2 separate regions of the Oryctolagus cuniculus genome follow, and region 1 is linked to region 2. The links are chromatin contacts, called in public Micro-C maps. All regions are on one chromosome and are shown on one strand. The core of a region is the stretch at or near the end of the contact, and the rest is flanking DNA. Distances in the headings are between cores, read along the strand shown.

What was found. Hi-C and Micro-C count contacts between places; a contact is called where the count stands out from the background.
Region 1: a Micro-C map of ear pinna shows a contact between it and region 2, with 5 times the contacts expected there. The contact joins the promoter of WWOX here to the promoter of NUDT7 in region 2. A contact is called at or near these places in 2 of 6 Hi-C or Micro-C datasets (ear pinna and an unstated tissue).

What each region holds. Positions count from the first base shown.
Region 1 is chr18:60,447,588-60,450,681 of mOryCun1.1, reverse strand. It overlaps WWOX (WW domain containing oxidoreductase), which reads right to left and starts at 1,728. Exons shown (of 9, transcript XM_002711692.5): 1 at 1,280-1,728. The coding sequence starts at 1,386.
Region 2 is chr18:60,112,878-60,115,873 of mOryCun1.1, reverse strand. NUDT7 (nudix hydrolase 7) reads right to left here and starts at 1,666. Exons shown (of 4, transcript XM_051847030.2): 1 at 1,443-1,666. The coding sequence starts at 1,537.

The DNA of each region.
Region 1 (3,094 bases), core at 479-2,978, 330 kb before region 2:
TGGCACAACCCAAGCTCCACGGAAGGGACTCCACGGACCGGGTTCTCCCTCCCCTGCCTGCATCCTCACGCTCCTGCACAGGCCGGGCCTGCGGTCTCTACTCCCCCCTCCCCGCCCCGGGCTGCCCTGCTGCCCCCTTCAGCCACCCCTGCTTCCACCGTGCTCTATGATCAGGCTCCCAGGTGGCCGCCCCAGGTGACCCGCCCAACGCGTGAGGGACAGACCCAACACTGGGACTCTACTGTCTGTCGCTCTGCCCTTGGAGAGGGGAGCTCCTTACAGATGAGCACAAGGCCTGGAACTCAAGATCGCTGTGTGTGCTAGAAGAATGAACTCAGCGGAGCTTGTCTTGCTCTGCTCTGCTCCCCACCTGGCCACGAAAGGCAGCGGCGTGTCGCCGTCTTGGGTGGAGCAGACTCGCTGGGAGGATTTCACAGCCTACCGGGGTAGGGTGGGGGGGATGGGCCCAAATGCATTAAGTCACCATCTCTGGAATCAGGGACCCGGGAGAAACTTAGTTCTCCACGCCGCCAGGCGACGGGTGATCCGCCGCACCTGCAAAGCGCAGACAACACAGCTCCCCGGGAGCGGGGAGTCCGCTGAAGTGCGTTCTCTACAGAGACCCGAAATGCCCCAGGTGCTCCTAACACCAGGCCAGGGCGGGTGCTGGCACAGCCGCAAAGCCACCAGCACAGGCTGCTTCTGAACAGTCTCTCAGGCCCCGTGCAGACTGCTGCAGGCGCACGCCCTGGACTATGGACCCATTCTGCAGATGACACAACTGAGACTACAGCTTTCCTTCAACGGCCCGCGGGCACACAGGTCTCCCAAATGCTCCCCGGCAACGAAAGCTGAGCTGCGCAGGCCATTTGCGGGGAGAAACACACACACTCCTGGGCTTGCAACCCAGATCTCCACGGAGGGCACTGGCCATTCGCCATTTTTTTTGGGGGGGGGGGGGTTCATGTTTTTTGTTTTCTTTTTTTAAACGTCTCCATCTGTCAGGGGCGGGGGGCGGGGGGGCCAAGCCCCAGGGGTCACTGCTGCCCCTGCAGTGCCGCCGCCTCAGCAGCAGAGGGCGCGCCCGCACGCTGCCAGGGGCACCCCCGCGGGACCCCCGCGGGACCCAGGGCCCACAAAGGGGCCCGGCCCCTTGCGCGGACCCCGCGGACTCGCGCCGGCCTCTGCGAGGCGGAGCGCGGGGCCCGCGCGGGCGGCGTCCCGGGCGCCAGAGGCCGTCAGGGGTCCCGGAGCGTCCCAGGCCCGGCGGCCCCCTTACTTGGCATAGTACACCCAGCCGTCCTTGGTGGTTCTCTCCTCCCAGCCCGGGGGCAGCTCGTCCTCGCTGTCCGTGTCGTCCAGGCCCGCGTAGCGCAGAGCCGCCATGGCGGACACAGGAGGCGCGCGCTCGCCCGGTCCCCTCAGCCGCCGGGTCGCCTAGCCCAGGAACTCACTCCCGCTTCAACCGAGCGCCGCGCGCGTCGGGGCCCGACCGCTCGCGCCTGCGCCCTGCGCCCCCGCGGCCGGCGAAGCCGACTCCGCAGCTTCGATCCAGCCTCCCGAGTTTGCCGGCTGCTGGCGCCAAGGGTGGGCGGAGCCTGAAGAGAGCAGCGGCTTGGGCACGGAGAAGGCGGCCCCGCCGCTCGGCTGAAAGGAAAAGCCGGAGACCGCTCCGGGAGGCAGGTGACGGAGCGGAGCTTCCTCATCCACCTGACAGCAGGGAAGGGGCGTGCGCAGCCAGTCAAGGGCCAGGACTTCGCCCGTTGCTGGGCGACCCGTAATCACTTCCGCGTTGTCCTGACCAATCCTGCAGGAGCCCCGAGCCGTGGGGCATTCTGGGAAATGTAGTCCAAAGCCTAGCCGGACTAGAAGGTGGTGCAGCTTTCTGTTGGAGTGGCCAGGGTTCTAGCCTCTGAGTGTTTCAGAGCCTTAAGGACAATAAACGTTTCTGGTTAAAAAACCAACCAGGGCTTCTCATGACCCAGAATGATTCACAGGATTTTTCTGTGCCTATAAACACAATTTCATGGAACCTGGAGGACTTATAATCCGAATTCCTCTTGCAGCCATAGCACGGTTCTACTGATAACAGTGGATGTTGCTTATGAGGCATTTAGTGCAGGGTCTGGGCCACCAAATCATGAACTATGTCTCCCACATACCCACACTTCTGTGACGTGGGCACAACTCAGGAAGGGTGGGCAACACCCAAGGAGGCATGGCAAAATGATATATTAAAAAAAAAAAAAAAAAGACCGGTGCCATGGCTCACTAGGCTAATCCTCCACCTGCGGCGCCGGCACCCCGGGTTCTAGTCCCAGTTGGGGCGCCAGATTCTGTCCCGGTTGCTCCTCTTCCAGTCCAGCTCTCTGCTGTGGCCCGGGAAGGCAGTGGAGGATGGCCCAAGTGCTTGGGCCCTGCACCCGCATGGGAGACCAGGAGGAAGCACCTGGCTCCTGGCTTCTGATCGGCACAGCGGGCCGGCCATAGCGGCCATTTGGGGAGTGAACCAACGGAAGGAAGACCTTTTCTATGTCTCTCTCTCACTGTCTAACTCTGCCTGTCAAAAAAAAAAAAAAACCTTGGTTCCCAGAGCTGTTACAGGGACACCTACCTTTAACCATGATTTTTCTACCCTAAGTTTCAGAGAATGAATATTCTAAGGAGCCAGGTGTGTTGCCTTATGTCTTAAATCCCTAACGTGGTTTTGGTTATCGGATTCTGCTCTGCCTGCGCTTTGTGAGACAGCCTTGCTTCGCTGTCCTTGTCTAAACAAAAGCTCACTGGATAAATAAAAAGCACCTTTTCGTTCTACCACGCCGGCCGTGTCATCTCGAACCTGCCGTAACACAACTTTTCTTAGGTTCCTGTCCGTTTATATCGGCTACCATTAACTTGCTGTTCTGCTTACTTGACTTGAATCTCATTCCCTTATCCCCTAAGCCCACCTCTTCCTGTGCTACAAATAGGAAATCAGGCCACAAGGTTCCCTGACTATGGGGGATGGGAGTGAATGAGGTCTAAATGATTAGCCTCAAGTTCTTCAGTCACCTGCACCCTCTGACTGTTTAGATTTACTTGCTTTGCCTTGGTA
Region 2 (2,996 bases), core at 417-2,916:
TCTAAGCCGCCCAGCTGCGGGACCCTGTTACAGCAGCCCTAGGAAATGGCCAGTTTGGTTCGAATGCTTCTAAGGAAAGGCAGGGTTGCACAGGGAGCAATGGCAGACATTCAGGTGAGCCACGGTGCGCTCAGCAGTGTAGCCAAGTGGCCTCTGCGAGCCCCTGCGCGGGCCTCCCCTGGATGTGCGGGAGGCCATCTGTGGAGAGAAGGTGCTGTTCATACCCCGCGCACGGTAACTACCCTCATTAAAGCCCCAGCACTAGATAAGCAGTGTCTGTGCCCAGGTTTGCTGTCTGCTCTTCCAGGCGGCACGGTGCTCCTGAAACGCAGCTGAGTAACAGCAGTGGAGTTCACGGATGACCAAGCGGCCTGAAAAGTCACCAAGTTCTGGCTCCAGGGGCTTCAGATGGCACCGATGGGCACAGCCCACGCCCAGGAAGGCAATGGGAGTCCCGCGTGTGTACTTGTTACTGCACAACACCCCAACCTGGGTGGAGGCCTTTCTGTAGGACCCCCAAACTGGGCCCACTCGCGACGAGCAGAAGCCAGTCACTGACGGGAGCGTGAGCGAGGTGGAAGAAGGCAGGGACTGGTTGCACAGCGCAGGCCCGCTACTGCTTAGCCCCCAGGCTCCTGGAGGAGCTAAGGTGCACGGTTAGCTTGTGTCTAGGATCCTGGTTGGTCAGTGATGCCGTGCCCTTCAGGGAATTTATGGTGGCCGGGGGTCTCCAGTTGGCCTGGGGGTTACGTGAAGGTGGCAGTGACCTTCTGCCCAGACCTGGAATACTCCACAACAATCAGTGCAGGCCGATGCTGGCCATCTTATCAGAAGCAAGGCTCCTTCATCCAGTGGTCAGAACCTTGGAACCCAGCTGGGTCACGCCCTCTGGTCAGTGAATTCCTTCCCATCAAGGGCAGGTGAAGAGAGATAAGAGGCTGGGTCCTGCTTTCACATTATGGGGGTTCGGGTTCAGGCTGAGCTACCACGCCGGCCTCTAGGGAGAAGCCCAGAGCCGCAGGGCAAGGCTGTAAAAACCTGTTCCTTCAGTCCGGGGCTGGCCCGTGGCAAGATCACCAAGAACACCAACTACGCCAGAGTGACGTCACCGAGACCCCCCAGATCACGACCGGAAGCCGCCCCCCCCGGGGGGGCTGATCTCAGGGCTGCCGGGTGCGGGGGCTGGACCGCCTTCAGGGGGTCTCAGGGCCCGCAGTGGAGACGCGGTTTGCGTCAAGAGCGAAACAGCCAGGAAGGGGCCAAACCCGCGCGTGTGTGAACCCTGTCAGCTGAAGCCGGCTCTGTGGCTGGCGGGGTACACTGCGGGCAGCTGGAGCCAGGGCCCGAGTCCTGCCGGCGGGTGGACTGGCGGGGGCCGCAATATCGGTCACAGACAAAGACCTCGACGGCCCCCGCCAAGGTCAAGGCCGGGAAGGCTTTACCTGTCAAGTTCCTGAGGAACACAGAGTCGCGACATAGTCCGGGGAATGTTTGTTTCCGGTCGGAGACTCCTCGAGGGCGCTCCCCGGACGGGCATGCGCAGAGCAGCACTGGACCTGGGGGCGGGGCTGCTGAGAGGTAGGGAAAGGGGCGGGGTTGAGCGGTGGGCGGGGCCTTAGAGCTGAGGCGAGGGATGGGATGGGGCGCGGCTAGACATTGCGCAGGGGGCGGGACGGAGGCGGGGCCTGAACCAGGGGGCGGGGCAGGGCGGGGCTGGCCCGGGGAAGCCCGGCTTGTGAGACGCAGGTGGCGCTGACCAGAGCGCCGCGGTTCTCTGGGTGTGGCGCTGCGGGCATGGCCTCAGCCTCACTCCGGGCCCTACCGCTGGAAGCCGGGCCGTGTGGGCTGTGAAGATGCCCAGGGTCTGTGAGCCGCTGCCGCAGGGGCCGAGCGGGGCGTGAGGCCGGGAGAGCCAGGAAGACCCCACTCCGGGCAGGAGAAGTCAGAGAGCCAGGGAACAGGGCGAGCTGAGGTTGGGCAGGCCCGGGGGACGCAGCGTCTGGGGCCCGGAGCAGTGTTAACCGCCCACGGAGATGTTTTCTCTGAAAAGTCTTGCAAAACCAAAAGAGGGAAGTGAGTGTAATAATGTGCAATATGTCATCGTGTCGCTTGGCTCATTTCCATCCTAACACCAATGCAGAGAAAAGAGAATTTTTTAAAAGATTTATTTATGTGTTTGAAAGGCAGAGTTACAGAGACAGTGAGAGAGAGAGGTCTTCTATCTGCTGGTTCACTCCCAAATGGCCGCAAGGGCCGGAGCTGGGCCGATCTGAAGCCAGGAGCCAGGGGCTGCTTCTGGGTCTCCCTCGTGGGTGCAGGGGCCCAAGCAGTTGGGCCATCTTCCGCTGCTTAGCATGGAGTTGGATTAGAGATGGAGCAGCCGGGACTCGAATCCGTGCCCCTATGGGATGTCAGCTCTGCAGGCATGGGCTTAACCCACTACACCACAGCGCAGCCTGGAGAATTCATTTTTCAAAGTATTTTATCGGAGGAGGAAAAGTTAGCATGGTAAGCCCTTGTACAGAGAGCTGCAGCCCAAATCTGTGACTTCCTCCCGATAGTGACAATGGCAGTCACACACGCACACACACACACACAGGAACATCCTTGTCCCTCGGGGCAACCTCCATGAACAGGATGGTTTCGGTGGAAGCATTATGGGCCTCTGTGAGGATACTTTGCAGTCGGTGCAAAATGGAATTAAAAGATAAGTTGGTTTTAGTGCAGGAAAAAGAAAATCCATGAGTATAGGGCATCTTCAGAAAGTTCATGGAAAAAGTGAAGTATGAAAAGCTACGCATGGATTTTTTAAAAAGTTGGCACAAAAATATGTCTTTTAATTACATCTTTTGATAATTTTATTTTATTTATTTATTTTAAAGATTTATTTATTTGAAAGGCAGAGTTACAGAGAGAGAGAGAGAGAGAGAGAGAGAGAAACTTCCATCCACTGATTCACTCCACAAATGGCCACAACAGCCAGGGCCAGGCCAGGC